Regions from separate parts of the Rattus norvegicus genome. Here region 2 is linked to region 1. A link is a contact called in public Hi-C data. All regions are on one chromosome and are shown on one strand. The core of a region is the stretch at or near the end of the contact, and the rest is flanking DNA. Distances in the headings are between cores, read along the strand shown.

Evidence for each region. A called contact is a pair of places that touch in the nucleus more often than the background predicts.
Region 2: a contact with region 1 is called in a Hi-C map of liver, with 4 times the contacts expected there. The contact joins the promoter of Pdcd4 here to the enhancer-like site in region 1. A contact is called at or near these places in 5 of 12 Hi-C or Micro-C datasets (the A7r5 cell line, Schwann cells, liver and 2 more).

What each region holds. Positions count from the first base shown.
Region 1 is chr1:262,862,101-262,865,812 of GRCr8, reverse strand. It overlaps Rbm20 (RNA binding motif protein 20), which reads right to left. Exons shown (of 14, transcript NM_001107611.2): 8 at 977-1,056. Among named protein-coding and RNA genes, the nearest start is that of Pdcd4, 63 kb to the left of the region's middle. Within about 2 kb of position 1,587, at least 19 of the 93 cell types and tissues checked have an H3K27ac peak or open chromatin away from gene starts, as enhancers often do. A contact at or near this core is called in liver, where this site is marked.
Region 2 is chr1:262,924,639-262,928,350 of GRCr8, reverse strand. It overlaps Pdcd4 (programmed cell death 4), which reads right to left and starts at 1,656. Exons shown (of 12, transcript NM_022265.3): 1 at 1,567-1,656.

The DNA.
Region 1 (3,712 bases), core at 338-2,837:
ATGTCTGGAAACAATGGTTGAAGGAACTGAGTGGTCTCCCGGCCCCCATCTACATTCTTTTTTTTTTTTTTTGGTTCTTTTTTTCGGAGCTGGGGACCGAACCCAGGGCCTTGCGCTTCCTAGGTAAGCGCTCCACCACTGAGCTAAATCCCCAGCCCCCCCCCCCCCCATCTACATTCTTAGTTCTGTGTCTGCACTCAGTTCATGAGAAACCGAGAGCTGGCCACCTCTAAACAGAGTCTCCGCCGTTACCACGTGCACCAGGGATGCATCAGTAAAATATAAACTTGCCCCAAAGAGCCAGATATCAACTCTCCATTCTGTGTTTTCCTCTCCAGCTCAGGGGGAATGTGTAAGAGGAAGCCCAGCATTTCCTGTGTCCCTGTCTAAGCTGAGCAGCAATTCTGAACTACAGTGGTAATGCCCATCTGAACAGGGATGAGTGGAGGCTAGAAAGCCAGGTGGATGGGTCGGGGCTACAGGTAGGCCATGTTACAATTCAAATCCCCCTTGATGAGTAATGTCACATCACCCTGACGCAGGCTAGAGTCATCTGAGAGAAGGGAGCCCTGATGGAGAAAATACTTCCCTCATAAGATCAGCCTGCAAGCAAGCCCACAGAGCATTTTTTTAAAAGGTTCGATTGATAGGGGAGGGCCCAGGCAATTGTGGGCAGTGCCACCCCTGGGCTGGTGGTCCTCGGTTCTACAAAAGAGCAGGCTGAGTAAGCCATGGGGAGCAAGCACCCCTCCACGGCCTCTGCATCGGTTCCTGCCTCCAAATTCCTGCCCTGTTAAGCCACTTTGGCTGATAAACTGTTACAGACAGTGTGAGTGAAAGAAACCCTTTCCTCCCCAAATGGCTTTTGGTGATGGTGTTTCATCATAGCAATTGAGACTCTAAGACATCCCCTAAGAACCAGAAGCTAGAAGGTGTTTTAACCTCCAGGCCTGTGACCTAAGCCCCAGAGCCTCACCTGTCAGCTTCCCGGAGCATGCACCTCTCCCTTTGGGAGTGGATGTCCTGGATGATAGCAGCCACATTTTTCCCAGGTTTCTAGGGTAAAGTCAGAGAGATCATTAGAGAACACCTCGAGCACCAGCTGTGGCCAGCCTTGCTCCGTGCCCGGGACACAGGGAAAGGACAGAAACTGTTCCAGCCATGGAGGGATCACCTGTCATATTGAGACACAGAGGAAGGGACAGAGAGAAGGCAGTGACTCTCGAAAGTAGACCCAGGGATTCAGCCAGGGTACCTCCCACCTTGGGCAAACAGTATTTATATTCAGCAGAATGTGTAAACCGTCACATTTATGTGCAGTGTCACATGCAAGCAACCGGGTTACCCAGACTACACATCGTCAATTCTCTGCGAGCCTCAGGAAGAGGCTAATGCTGGGCTAGGGCTGAGAAGAAAGCTCCTGTCTGGAACATTTCCCTCACCCTACACAGGGCTGCAGGTAGTCTTTCCGCCTTCCCTCAGAACTTGGCTACCGTTTTCTGCAGCCAACCCATGAGAGACAAGGGAGCCTGGGAACACTGACAGGGCTGCCAGAATCAATCAAAGCTATGTAACAAAACACGAGTCATGCAGGAGGCCGATCCCAGGCCTCAAGTCTGTGGCTTGTGCTGGAACAGAGGAAGCTACAGAATATATCCCCATACAGGGCCACCTTTCAGAACACAGTAAAATCCCCAGAGTGAGTTGGCTAAGAGTTTTACTTAGTAAAAGGAGTCTTAGGGGTTGGTGTATTCTACTTTTCTGGAACTTAATGCCTTTCCTAGTTGCTCCTTTCAGGTCCAGGAAAGAAGAGGGTAACCTTGTGAGATAGCAGGTAAGAGGTGACTGGGCAGCCAGCCAATGTCAGGGACAGACACATCCAGCAGCTTCTCTCCCCTAGAGCACAAATGTCCCAATGCTGTCATCATGCCAGAAAAGTGGAGGTAAAAAAAAGAATAAAATCAATCTATGATGAAATTTGGGGTTCCTTGTTATTGTGGGAAAATTTGGGTATGCAACAATGTAGAATGAATGCATAGAGAATCCCAATCTTGTGACGTCTGCATTCTGACCTTCTTTTCACACCTTCAGAACTTATGTTGAAGCAAATCTCAAACGCCGCCATCTCTTCCTCTGTTTTATGAGGACGGTGAGGCCGACCAACAGCCATCTAGTACACCAGGCTGTTTTCTCTGTCAGTGCACCTTGCTGCTTCTAAAACAGGGTAAAGGGTCTGAACTCAAATCTGCTATGAGTCTGCACTCCATCTGAACCAGGCTCTGTTCATGCCGGCCCAGTTGTTTCTGACATGGCTGGGTTTCCCAGCCTGTGGGCCTTTCTTCACTCAGTTTCTTCCTGGAAACACACTCTCTGTGCGGCTAATTCTCCCACCCCACAAGGCCCTGTCAATCAAACCACAGCCTTCTCCCTGGCCACAGAGACTGGTTAGGGGACGGGCACATGTGCTGAAGTAGCCCAACGAGAACGACTGTCAGATGTTTTTTGGGAGCTATAGGAGAAAGCCTGGCTCTCTCTCATGTGGGAGACGGGCCATGGAATCTGAAGGTAAGAGGGCTACCATGCCATCTAGAGGAGAGAGCCTGAGTCTGCTGAAGGCCGTCCCATGAAGCACCCTGAAAACAGAAAAGCCATGAACAGCAGAAAGCAGAGCAGAGCACATCATCTTGATGATGTCACTTGGGTCCCCGAAGCCAGCTGCTCCTTCACGTTGCATTGGCCGGAGCCAAGGAACCCCTTCTCTCACCTACATCAACAGGCTGAATCACCACGAGCCTCTGTTACATGCGGAGAGCATCTGAGGTGATTCCTGTCAGGGTAGGGGATGTAAAGCCTATTACTGCACACTTGGAATATGCTGACGGTCACGATGACCCAGAGGGACGTTAGGACAACATGAGGAGCAGAAAACCCACACCAAAGGTCAGAAAACAGTGCGCCCTACGTCTCTGCTACTAAAAGTGTGCTCTTAAGACCAGGAGGGACAGCATCTGCTGGAGGCTTGATAGAAATGCAGAACCCTAGCCTTGCCCAGACCTGCAGGGTCCCTGGTGACTTGCATGCACCCTGAACTTTGAGAGGCTCTGTCAGCACATTGTCTCTACAGTGTCCTGCCTGAGGGACTCTGAACAAAAAGCTAACTAGGTTCTCTGCCTTTTTGGTTTTGTTTTCATGTGGAAAACCTAATATTGTAATGTAAAAAAAGATACCAATCATATTTGGTGCAAACGAGTGTAGTCTCAGGGTTTGTTTGTTTGTTTGTTTGCTGTTTGTTATCATTGTGTGTTAGTTTGTTTCATTGTTGGTGTTATTGAGACAGGGTCTCACAAGGTAGCCCTGGCTGGCTTGGAACTCCCAAAAACAAGGCCAGCCTGGTCTTGAACGTATAGAAATGCACCCGCCACTACCTCTCCAGTGCTGGGGTTAAAGGCAAGCACCACTACACCCAGCCAACTGTCTCAGGTTTTCATCCTAGATCATCCAGTAACTATGGTCTTGGGCAAGCAAGGGAACTTCTACCAGACTCAGTATCTCCATCTGTAAAATTGAGATTATAATACCTGTCTGGCAGGACTGACGTCAAGATTAAAGTAGATAACGTATGGAAAGTGCTTAATACATTACCTGCCCCAGAGTAGCAGGGCTCAATTAAAGGTATACATTATGGTGTGCTCTTGTAATTACTATGATTATC
Region 2 (3,712 bases), core at 407-2,906, 62 kb before region 1:
GCTGTTATAAAGGACAGTATGCTGCACTCTCTTCAGTAGGCTTTTTCCTTTTTCTTTTAATTTAACAATCCTTAAAATGCTTACTTCAAACAATGTAGGCCAAAAAAAAAAAAAAATCTAAATTCCACTTGCTCCACACTAATCTATACAAAATCATTTCCCACGAGGGAGGAAAAAAAAAAGCCATGCATACAGCTAAAAAAAATGAAGGCTGAAATTAACTGTTCTCCAGTGCGTTTCCAAAATGCCCGATAAATTACTCTGACATCCTGGAAGTTAAGTTTAGACCATATGTTAACTAGAAAAGTACCTTAATTCTTCCCTGGGATGCAATCATATTAATTAGTAACATGCAATCAGATAAAAGCGCTCTGTGACAATAATGCAAAAAGCAACCACTATAGAGAAGAAGCATGCACATTTATTTTTGCAGTCGTAACAAGTATTTGCCCTTACTATTACTACGAGATACACAGAGACATCGCAGGCCCATTACGGATATAAATACTAGGACGAGCACATAAGCTAAAGCCTCAGTTTTGTTTTGTTTTTTAATAAATAAATAGGGCCTTCCCTCAAAGTCTCAAACTCTTAAATCAAGAATAATGCAACTGTGAGACTATCAAACTGTTTTAAACGCAGCCTGTAGGCCTCACACCCACACCTCACCCAGGCCAGGAGCCGCATTTTGAATCATTCATAGCAGATAAGGAGACTACAGAGGCTGGCTACAGACCCAGTTCCCAAGGACGGGGACCTGGGAAGACAGGCAATACCTACATCTGCAGTTTTGAGACTGTTGAGGGTAAGGGTGGGGGGCGCCAAAAAACAAAAAAACAAAACAAAACAAAACAAAAAAACAAAAAAGCACGCCCTCTACGTACATTACAGTAGCGGACAGACGTGCAGCAAACACAGCATGCGTTCACACAGAGAGGGGGCTCCCTTCTCGGCTTTGTTTTCTCTAGGCTATATTCTATTTTTTTAAGGGACCCTGTGCAGGAGACAGCAAGGAGGAGTTGGCACAGGTCAGGGCGGGCAGCTGTCCGCGCCCCGTGCCCGCACCGACCGGCGCCTTTCCCGCAGGACCCCGACCCTCCCGCAGCGAGTAGGGCCAGCCAAGGTGGCCAGGCCCGGGCTCGGGGCGCGGACCCCTCACCGGATCTCCGTCCGGTCGACACACCTCTCCTACCGTCCCGTCCCCCGCGTTCAACTGCGTCCGGCCGGGCGCCCGGGGGCTCCTCTGGGCCGCGAGCGCACGCACGCCCGGCCGCCGGGGAAGAGGCTGCGGAGGAGGGGGCGGGCCCGCGCTGCAGCGCCCCGGCCGGGCCGGCCTGGCCTCGGAGAGCGAGCACCCGCAACTCCCCGCAGCCCCGGGCGTTGGGCGAACGAGGGTGACCCGAGGGCTCCGAGGCGGGTGGGGACCGGGACCGACCGTCCGGACCGCCGCAGCGAGGCCTCCACGCCCCCTCCCCCTCCCAACGTGCGACAGCCTGCGCCGACCCGGGGCCACCGGAAGGAGGACGCCGCCCGCCCGAGCGTGCGAGCCGCGCCCACCGTACTGACCCCCTCGGGCCGCCACCGCTCGCCCGGGTCTCTGGTCCGCCGGGCCCCGACCCCGCTCCTCAGCCTCCGCCACCGCCTCGGAGCGCCTCTGGCCCCGCTCGCTCTGTTTGTTTTTGTTTTGTTCTACCCAGTAACACGGGGGCGACGGCGTGGCGTTTATTGGCCGAGAGGAGGACGTCCTGTAGCCAATCGTGGTGGCGGAGCTGCTGCCGAGGCTGCGAGGCAGAGCTAGGGGAAGTGAGACGTGGAAAGTAGGGGCGGAGCTGGGGGGGGGGGGCTCCGACGTCGGCACATGCGCGCTGGGCTTGGCCCCTCGCCAGGGTGGGGGCAGGTGGGAGGGCTGGGTTGTGAAAGCGGGTGGAGGGCTGAGCTGGGGTGGGGGCTGGGTGCGGCTGGTGGCTCGGACCGGCCCATCCTCTCCACGGGGCGTCTCAACCCTTGCAAAGGCTTTGGGTTTCCTGAGGTCCCTGCCATTTCTGGGCGTCTGGAAGAATCTGCAACCTCTACTTACTTCTGCCGCTGGCCCTTGCTCACGCGTGGCTCCTACCGCGTGTCCACGTGCTCAGGAAGTTTCTTGCAGCAAAGGCCTAACCCCTTTGAGATAAAAATCGCTCCCATTTCCCAGATAAAGAGATACAAACATTGAAGTCCCTTTGCCAACCAGCCAGGCCACTGTGGTTCTTGCATTCTTACCAAAGCTGGGTTTCTCAGCCATTTGGCTATGGTTTGTGTATTGAAAGAGTCCTCTACAGCTGTCTTCCGTGACTTTTCCTTCAGGCTGCCATCTCTAGCCTTCATTTTGTCTGAGTCGTTATCTCCTGAGATAATGTGCAGTACCGTATGTTCTCCCTGTGCACTTGGAAAGTGACTGACCTGCTTTCTCCAGGCCTGTTTACATTTAGACTGATGGCAATACCAGAACGTTCTCTTGGTTGTTTCAGAATTGAACTGCTCAATAGCAGCCGCCACCCCCTAACGTGGGCCTTTCTACCCAGTCTCCTTCTGCCTGGTGTTATCTAACGCTATTACACACACACACACACACACACACACACACACACACACACACACACACACACACAGCCTTCCTCACTGCATAGATGCCCCTCCTCTGGAATCCACTAGGACAGCTCACGGCTCCACATCCTCCCTTGTCTCGCCAGGTTTTTTATCGCATCATCTCGAAATGTTTCTCCTAGCTGGTATCTCTGCCTGGTACATCCTATCCAAGTCTCTCAGCCTTCCTCAGTCTTTGTCAAGTCTCATGCCAATATAATCCATTTTCTGAAACCTGATTCCTCAGAGTACCAGCCAGTCTGCGGGGCTGATGGCGTTCTACCTGGCATTGTTTTATCTGAGTCCCAGTCCTGGCTTATCTCACAAGACCTGTGTCTCACTCGCCCTTTGCATCGCGTGCTTGAGAGGCACCTTGCAGATATGTTATGCCCATATAATAAATATGCTCTGTGCAAACTCAGAGAATCCCAGGAGTTGGGAGTCATCACTGTCTCTCCCTCAGAACTTCGTCACATGGCCAGTATCTGAAGCATCACTTGACACATGCTACGTCCAGGCTTTATGGGGCAAATACCCCAAAATTGGTAAATAAGAATAAAGTACAACTCCCATTTTTTAAAAGGGCATCTTGGACCTTTGAAAAGAGTCCGTTTAGGAAACCTGGCCCCCAGGAAGAGGGCCGAATAGAGAATAAAACATTCCCTTCCCTTTGCTAACCATCTCGACCCTCACCCTGATACCTGAAATCCCCAAACACACTGTAGTATGTGGTTGGCCAGTTTGAGCAAGATAGGAATGGTGTCCTAGTCCCAGCTGCCTACTCTCTATAACAACCCCACTCCCTCCTCAAGACTTCTGTTTCTTTACCAGTAAAATTCAGAAGTACAAGAATTTTGCAATATTTTAATAGGTATCCTGAAAAAAAAAAAAAACACAGGGGGAGAAACTGTTTTATGGCCACATCTTGGAGAGAACACCTTTCAACAAAGTTAAATTTTCCTTTACTCCTAAACTCTGTGGCAACTTTGGTGGCCAGTCTAAGAAACTCAATGTCTCTCTATTAATATCTTTTTCTTCAAGATATCCTGGAACATGGTGCAAGAAACCAGTTTGGGAATATAGGTAATGA